Regions from separate parts of the Hordeum vulgare genome. Here region 1 is linked to region 2. Evidence: chromatin contacts called from public Hi-C data. All regions are on one chromosome and are shown on one strand. Each heading gives the region's core, a stretch centred on a gene start, on an enhancer-like site or on the middle of the called end of the contact. The rest is flanking DNA. Distances are from core to core; before and after follow the strand shown.

Evidence for each region. A called contact is a pair of places that touch in the nucleus more often than the background predicts.
Region 1: a contact with region 2 is called in a Hi-C map of seedling, with 1.9 times the contacts expected there. The contact joins the promoter of LOC123411005 here to the promoter of LOC123410818 in region 2. A contact is called at or near these places in 1 of 6 Hi-C or Micro-C datasets (seedling) and 1 of 1 datasets of contacts at active chromatin or transcription factors (embryo).

What each region holds. Positions count from the first base shown.
Region 1 is chr7H:419,091,818-419,095,970 of MorexV3_pseudomolecules_assembly, forward strand. It overlaps LOC123411005 (ACT domain-containing protein ACR8-like), which reads right to left and starts at 1,770. Exons shown (of 4, transcript XM_045103921.1): 1 at 1,407-1,770; 2 at 1,128-1,310; 3 at 383-1,030; 4 at 1-292. The coding sequence starts at 1,505.
Region 2 is chr7H:418,733,781-418,738,105 of MorexV3_pseudomolecules_assembly, forward strand. LOC123410818 (AT-hook motif nuclear-localized protein 1-like) reads left to right here and starts at 2,061. Exons shown (of 5, transcript XM_045103759.1): 1 at 2,061-3,079; 2 at 3,987-4,054. The coding sequence starts at 2,557.

The DNA.
Region 1 (4,153 bases), core at 520-3,019, 360 kb after region 2:
CGCCGTTGCGGTCGTCCCGGTCATCCTGCCCACGAGCCTTCTGGTAGAGCCGCGGCCGGTGCTCCTCGACGACAAGGCAGTCCACGCCGACCTTCTCCCTCACGGCTTCAATGGCGTTTTGCTGGACGGCCTGGCCGGCTGTGGTGCCGGTGACATAGAACACATTGCTGGCCATGTCGCCCTTGGTTGACACCTCGGCCTGCGCCACCAGCAATCCATTCTCCCGGAACGTCCGGGTGACGTCCGACAGCAGCCCCGGCCGGTCTGGCGTGCACAGCTCCAGCCTCACTCCCTGGAAATTCAGAAATCAAGACACATAAGCATCCATGAATGAGAAAGATTAGGGAAGCTTAGCACAGTAGGAAATCGGCGTGTAAAGTACCTCGAATGATCTCCGTTCTATGGCGTCTTGCAGGCATTGACTCACTCTCTGCATCTCGGCCTCGGAGCTTATGGGGCTCCCGTCGGCGTGACGGATGTAAAACTCCTGCCGCGCTTGGCCGGCGTTGGTGTCGATGGTCCCGTGGAAGACGAGGTAGTCCATGTCGGTGAGCGTGCACACGACGTCGTACAGCAGCTTCGGGCGGTCCGGGCACTGGACGGTGACCACCGAGTACCCGCGCTCGGCCCAGCTCTCCACAGACACCCAGGGCGTTGGGAACGCGTGCTCGTGGTCGCGGCTGGCGAACATGAGCTGGTGGAGGCGCCGGTCGGCGTGCGCGATGGAGCCGGCGGGGACGGCGGCCACAGCGCCGCCGCTGGCCTCCGAGTCTCCGCGAAGCAGGGGGGCGAGGCGGGCCTCGATGCGCTCCACACCGGCGGCGGCCACATCCTCGTCCCGCAGGTAGACAAGGCAGGCGAGGCGGCCACGGTGCGACCACGCCCTGGCATCGACGACGCTGCAGCTCATGTCGGCCAGGACGGCGAACACCTCGGAGATGAGCCCCGTGCGGTCGGTGCCCGTGAGCTCAAGCACCGTTAGCCCCTCAAGCGACGCCGGCTGCGACGGCCCGTTCCAGGTCCCCAGAGACTGCAGCCAAATCAAGAAACCGAATCAGAAATGCTGCCCCTTTCCGGCTCCGGCGAGGCGAAGAAAGCGAGAAAAGTTGTTTCCTTCCCATACATACCTGCTGGATGTAGGTGATGACGCTGTCGTCGGTGAGCTTGCGGCCGAGGCGGTCGGTGACATGGAAGACATCCATGAACCACCTGCCGTCGGAGGAGATGTAGGCCTTGTTGATAGACAGGTCGAGGTCCGCGAGCACCTGGACCGCCTCGAGCAGGACGCCTCGCTTCCTCGCGCTGTCGACCTGCAACAACCACCACAGAAAAATGAGCACGCCATCCAAGAACCTGCCGGAGACCGGACACCGGACGCAGGAGGTCGACGGAGAGGAGACACACACCTGGACGAGCGTGGCCGTGGGGCAGACGGCATTGTCAATGACCACCTTGGGGGTGTCCATCCCGATCACCAGCTTCTCGTACTCGTTGAGCCACTCCATCTCTGCTGATGCAGCCTCCTCACACCGCAGCGCTTCTTCCTCTTCTTTGCCGGGGACCTCCGCTCTCAAAGCAAAGTGCTCCGCGGAACCAGTGGCTGGTCCGTACGTATGTATATAGGCGAGCGAGGGGAGGGGAGCGAGGTCGGGGACGAAGGGCGCGAGGAGCTTGGGAGGGATCGCCCGCGGTTTGGAGGCTTCTTCTTCTTCTTCTTCTTCTTTCCCCTTGCGCTTGGCTTTTGTCGCTGGTTCGAATTGGAATGCGGGGAACTGGAATTGGGGGGGCGATGTTTATGTAACGGAACGAGGACGAGGTGGAGGCGGTGGGCCCGGGGCCACATGGATGGACGGACGCAGCAGAGCAGGGGCGCCACGTGGAGGCGCTCCTTCGCTCGCTTGCAAATGCCCTTTGACGACCAAACGGCGGTTTTTAAAAATCTGGTGTCCTGCTTTATTATATGCTCCAGATAATAAGCAGGCTCGAATACAAATAATGGTGGTTTTTCTATGGGCGAATACAATACAATACAATTATGTTAAACCATCTCTGTTTCCGTTTGTGGTCGAGTATTTGTATGTGACATTTTCAACAGTTTGTTATGTGAGTGGAGTGAAAATATCATATGATGCGTAGAGGTCCTTGTGTTTGTGGTGCGAAGAGGCCAAGACGGTGATATACCGAGGTCCGAGGGTGCGCAACATAGAGCCATCATTTGCGTTTAATACTCCTCAATACATACAAGTGTCTTTTCGCAAAAAAATAAATACATACAAGTATCTTTTCTTGGCGACTAAAAAAAAGGGACGTCTAAGAAAAAACAGAAGGGAGCGGCGAAAAAAAAAACAGAAGGGTGGAATTTCTCTGTATGGCACAGAAGCTGGTGGATGGGCCCAGCCCAGAGGGGAGCCGTCCCTGGGCGGTGGGCCCGGTACGGCTGCCGCGCGCTTTTGTGTCGTCGTTACGGACGCTGCCATCTCGCTGTTCGCAGTTGTATATCACCAAACCCACCTCGTCCCGCTCCCGCCCAAGCGCTGGCGCGACCAAAATGACCAGACTGACCCTGGCACCGAGGCAAGAAAACACGGCAGGCGGAAAGGGCTGGCCTGTCATTTGGTGTGCGCAGCCCCTGGGTGTCGAGTTCCTGCCCAAAGCCGCACGCCACCAAACATGGATCCGGATCCTTTGGTGCCTCCCATCGCTTTTTTTCCGTCCTTGGACTTTACCACGGCCGGTTTGTCCATTTTCCTACTACTAGCGGTAATTTCATCGGACGTGGAAATTCATCGGGGCGTTGGTGCGTTTTGCCTGCGCCCGGTGGCGTGCTGCTACTTACACTAATGTCCACTACTACTACGTTATAGTAGTGTCTTGTCTTCCTTGGAGCATAGAGCAAAGGTTTTGTTTCGTCCATCTTGTTGCTATGCAAGCAAGGGACGGTGACATGGACAAAGAAGCAGGGCGGGCGGACGGGCGTGGGTCCGTCCAATTTTGGAGCTCTGGAGTGACCGGCGACGGGTAAAATACATACACAAAAATAATACTTGTACTAGTATATGAGTAGTCTGGAATCGGATATGTCGTGCATATTCTCAACGACCCTGCTGGCTTAAGCAGCCATGTCACAGCTAGCCTGCTAAGCACAAATCAGAAATAAGCAAGTTCATATCGAAACTTGGTCACCGAAAAGACTCAAGATATTTACACGGCTGCTGAACAAAAATAGGCTATGGTGCAATGACAGATTGCAAAGAAGGGGATGGAAAAACGGTTACTTCTGTCAGCTATGCCTCAGGAATCTATAATCAACGGCTCATCTAATCTGGGAATGCAAGGTGGCAACAACAGTATGGATGAAGACAGCATCTCGCACCGGATGTGCCTCACTTAGCCCAACATTTTAGGCAGACAAAAAATCTATCAGAGAAATTATTTCCAAGATAATAAGCAAGGCAAGACCGGAATACAAAAAAGGCGCCAGGACAATGAAATTTGGAAGGAAAGAAATGAATGCACCTTTAAAAACAAAACAGCCAGTGCAGCAAATATACCCACATCCATCACAACAACGCTAGAGTTTTGGACGCAAACAAGAGCAGTTTTCCTTGAGCACCCGTTTGGGGAACTGACGTGAGGAGTCCGCCGCCTGTAGCATGCTATCTTTTTTCACTTCTTTTTCGGAATTTATTCCTGTTATGTCCTTGATCTTTTGATCATCCCCCCTATTTTGTATTCGCGCATTGCTATCTGCTTTTTCAATATATGCAAGCCATCAGCTGGATCTTTCAAAAAAAAAAAAAAAAACTAGCCTGCTGGGATGAGCTCTCACGAGCTCAGCCCGCGCGACGCAGATCCGTCGACATGCGAGCACGTACAGGCCACGCTGTGGCACGATTGCACCACGCAGTACGGTGCAAGCGGCGCTACGTGGTACCGAATGGATCCTAGGCGGGAAGGCATCGCGCATACATGCGCCGTGATGGCCATTAATGGCACGCGCGCGAGAGAGGAATCGAAGATCGCCCAGCGTGAGTTGAGATGAATGGCCACCGTGTATCCTTCATGTGATCGGCCAAGAAAACGGCGACGCGCATTAATGGCAACTCCCGGATTAATTCGACCGTTCGCGCGCAACCAGCGTATATCGTACTAC
Region 2 (4,325 bases), core at 811-3,310:
ACGGCAGCACAATTTCAAGGAGTTGCTCAAATCAAGCTTTTTGTGCGGAGCGGAGTTTCAAGATTGGAGAGGTTACAAACGGACTTTAAATAGTTCAAACTAACAAAAACTAGTAATTGTTGTTTGTATACTCCATCTAGTCTGCCACAGTTTCAAGAGTGTTAGGTATGGTTTTTTCTTTGAAAAAGAGGATATCCCAACCTCTGCATTAGGATGATGCATGTAGTTATATTATTAAGCAAATAATCCGGCAACCTTCGTGCAAATACAAAGCTCTATCCGAGCTAAAATGAAATCAAATGAAAAAATATTAAAAAATCCCACAACGGTAAAAATAAAACAAGACGACTAAACAGCTAACATATTATTGGGCCGTCATCCAAACTGATTATAGATATACTGAGCTATCATCTTTCATTGGATGAATTCAGTAATCAACTGCTGCCTGACTTTCAAAGAAATGAGTAACAAACATGTACGGATCCAGATAGTCGCCTTGTAAATTAACTGAATAAATTAATTTAAATCTGCCAGTTAAAAAGGCCCGAGCAGGCTGTAATGATTTATGATCCGTCTTTTGACCACCGACCACCGCAGCATGAAGATGCACTCCAACGGTCCAAGTACTCCACGTACTCTGAAGAGTTCTTACGGCGGCTTCCCGTTGGATCATGACGCACGCAGGTGCTCTGTAGCCTAATCTCAAGCCTATCCACATTCGCCTCTGTTCTCACATGAATGCCGCATGCATGCGCGCGCAGTGCCGCTGTTTTGTTCCGCTTTATTTCGACACGTTACGACGAAGAAAAGGAACCAAAGGCAAAAGCAGAAGCAGGGGGAAGACACTACACGCCCATATGTGCGTATCGCTGGACGAAAAAAAAAGACAAGTTAGTATACACAGAGGAGGTGAGCAAGAAAAGCCATTTGTTGCTGCCGCCGGTTTCCTACGATTTGCTCTTTTCTTTACTTGTTGGTGATGTTTAATCCCTTTCTTCCGCTCAAAAAAAAAAAAAAGGTTTAATCCCTTTCTGGTCAGAAATAGAGCTGGACACTATATATAGATTAACGGCGGTTACTTTACTTAGTGGAGGGTTTGGCGGGTGCGTAAGCTTTCTTTTATTTTAAGTTATTATTAATATTATTAATTTGGTCGGGCTGTCTGGTGTGTGTTTGGTTTTGGACGAGAGCGGGACATGTCTTCACTTGTGAACTACCAAACAGTTTTTTATATGCAATATGCAGCTATAGGTTACGCGGTGATGTGACCTGAATGTTTATGCAATCACCCCTTATTAGCACACATAGTATGGCGTTTATTCTCAAACGGTGGCTTGGAACCCAAGTCTGGATACACACGAGAAGCCTAAACAGGACAAACAAACTAGCCTTATACTCCCTCCGTTCCTAAATATAAGACCTTGTAGAAATTGCACTATGGTATATATACGAATGTATATAGACATATTTTAAAATGTAGATTCACTTATTTTATCCCGTATGTAGTCTATAATGAAATCTCTACAAGGTCTTATATTTAGGAACGGATGGAGTATTTTATATATATGCGCCAAAACAATATCAGGGGCTACTTCTACTGAGTACCGAGAAGAGCAGCTCCCCAGAATTTCCCCGAGATAGCACTACTTGGGGAGAAAACTTTTGCCTAAGTCGAGTATATGGATGTTTCTTCATTTCGTTCCAGACAAGACTAGCCGTTGAAAAACACTACTGCCCCTGGTAGAGCCAGAGCTGCTTCCACACGGACCGGTAGAGCTCAGCTTCCCCTTTCACTCCACTGTACAGTCTGTCCCCTTTGACTCGCCGGAGCCCCGCACGCGACGACAAGCCAGCCGCCGACGACGAGCCCACAGTGGCACACCCGTAAATCCGCCCCCAAACCGCGCCCTAATCGCGCCTTCACGCCTGAAACCCAGCAATTTACCCGCTTAAACGCGCCGGGCCCAACATCTCCGTCTCCCCGTTCTGCCCCTCCCCTCCCCTCCCGAACGGCATTTTTCGAACCCCGCATTAAAAACTCGCCGTGGGACGCACAGCGACAATTTCGCGTCCGAATTCTTTATTACTCGACTGGAGTATTATCATCGCCCCGGACGCGGCGCTACTAGTTTAATGCCCCGATAATTTTGTTTATTTTTCGTTTTTTTAGTCGTTTTTTTTTTGTAGGAGTATCACGCTCTCCCCTTCCCCTTTTTTGCTTTTAGTTTTGCCTTTTTATTTCCTCCGTCTCCTCCCCTTTTGTTTTGCATTCCGACGGCTCGCCCGCTCGCTCTCGGTTTCTTCCTCCTCTCGCCTCACGGCTGCAGCTCAGTTTTGTTTTTGCTCCTGGGATTTGTCGAATTTTTTGCTTTATTTTTGCGGGCTTTTTCCCGGTGTTTTTGGGTTTTTTTTCTGGGGATTTTTTGGGGGCGGGTTTTAAGGAGGGAGCCGGAGGTGGTGCGGGATGGGGTCAGTGCGTGGGAGCTCTAATGGCGAGAGCTCGTGTCGGAGGCCCTAGTTGGAGGTGGTTCTACTTCTGTTTCCAGTGCTGCGCGCATGGAGGCCAAGGCAGCGGAAGCGAGCTCTCCGATTCCGACTGCGGCTGCACCGGTAGCGGCGGCAGCGGTGGTGCCGGAGGCTACGGTGAGCTTCCAGTCGCCGACGTCTGTGCCGCCTCCGGCAGCTTCACATGCACCCGCACCGTCGCCGGTGGATATGGTTAGCCCGAGTGGTCTGTTTGTGCCGCCGGGTATGATGACGGCGATGGTGGCGGGCGCAGGAAGAGGGTTTCTGTCCGCGGGGCCGCTGCTCAAGGTGGGGAAGAAGAGGGGGAGGCCGAGGAAGTACGGCCCGGACGGGAGCCTGATCCAGCCGTTGAACGCCACGCCGATCTCCGCGTCGGCTCCGATGTCGGCCGCCGTCGCAGCCGGGCAGTACACGCCTGCGGCCGCGGTTGGAGCCGCCATGAAGCGCGGGAGGGGCCGGCCCCTCGACTTCGCCGCCGCGGCGGCCAAGCCGTACCACCACCAGCTGCAGCAGCCGCAGCAGCAGCAGTTCGGTTTCCACTTCAGCTCCATTGGTTGGTATCCTTCTCCTGCTCACTTCTCTTCCCCACCCCCAAAAAATGTTCAGAAAAATCTGGCGTAACACTTTTAATCTTTTGCCCCAATCCACAAATCTTCCATTGAAAAATTTGAAACTGGATTATTTACTAAACTTTCCGCAGAATAGATCTCAGAAATTACGATAGTACTAGTACTACATAATAATAATAGATGGTTGCTGCAGAGGGGCAAATGGCAGAAGTCGGGCGTCACTCGTTAGTTCGTTCCTTGTCATGACACTGTCCGTGCCTGTCCCTCTCTTATCCGAATATTTCTTGTCTCCTCGCCCCCCTTCTATCCATGATCAGATGCACAGTCATCCAAGATTCGAAGCTCGGGGAGCAAGTAGGGGACAGGTGGAGGCATATCCTTACTGAATCCTTAAGGCCTCTTGCTGTTCTGTTCTTGTCTGTGTGGTGGGGGTTCTGCCTCCGTGGGGGAGGCATGGTGGCATGGTGATGCTGCTGCTGCTGGCTACTGATTCTGGAACCAAATGAGAATATGGATCATAACAAGATCCCTCCAGTTAGGATGGAGGTACTCCTCCCTTGGTAGCTCTAGTCATCGCTGTCTCTGCTGTGATGGCAACGTGCAACAGCTATGTATAATTCTCACGCCCGCCCCGTGACAACCGGTTTGTGAGTCTGCTAGTTCAATTGGGGATGGTTGGGGTGAAACTTTTTTGTCAAGCATCATGAATTTGTAGCATATAACATGTTAGCATTTGACGTAAAATGATTCGGGATTACTTATGTTTGTGCGAATGGCTACTGGTCTGGATCGCCTGTTTTCTGGAAGCAGATGATCTTAGGCCACTTGGAACTTTCACTTCGCTTTGTGATATTCTGGTGTCAGTCTGTTAACCGCAGCATGTCCTTGTAGGTGACATGGTGGCCTGTTCTGCCGGTGGGAATTTCACTCCTCATATCATCACTGTTGCTCCTGGTGAGGTATGATTCCAATGCTTCTTTTTAAGTCATGGCTGGTAGCTTACATTGGATGGTTTTCAGTCTGGTCAAGACGTATATTTTCTTGTCCTGATCTTGAAACTTTATTTGAGAGAACAAATATGCTCTTCTCAAAAGGCTTTGCCTGATTTTGATGCTAGTGTTACCCATGAATTGTGTTTTTGCCTTAAGACTTGTCTCTCTTGAATTTGATTACTTTTACTTCTGCATGTTTAATCACTGCTACTCTTACGAACCCCTGGATTACTACCAA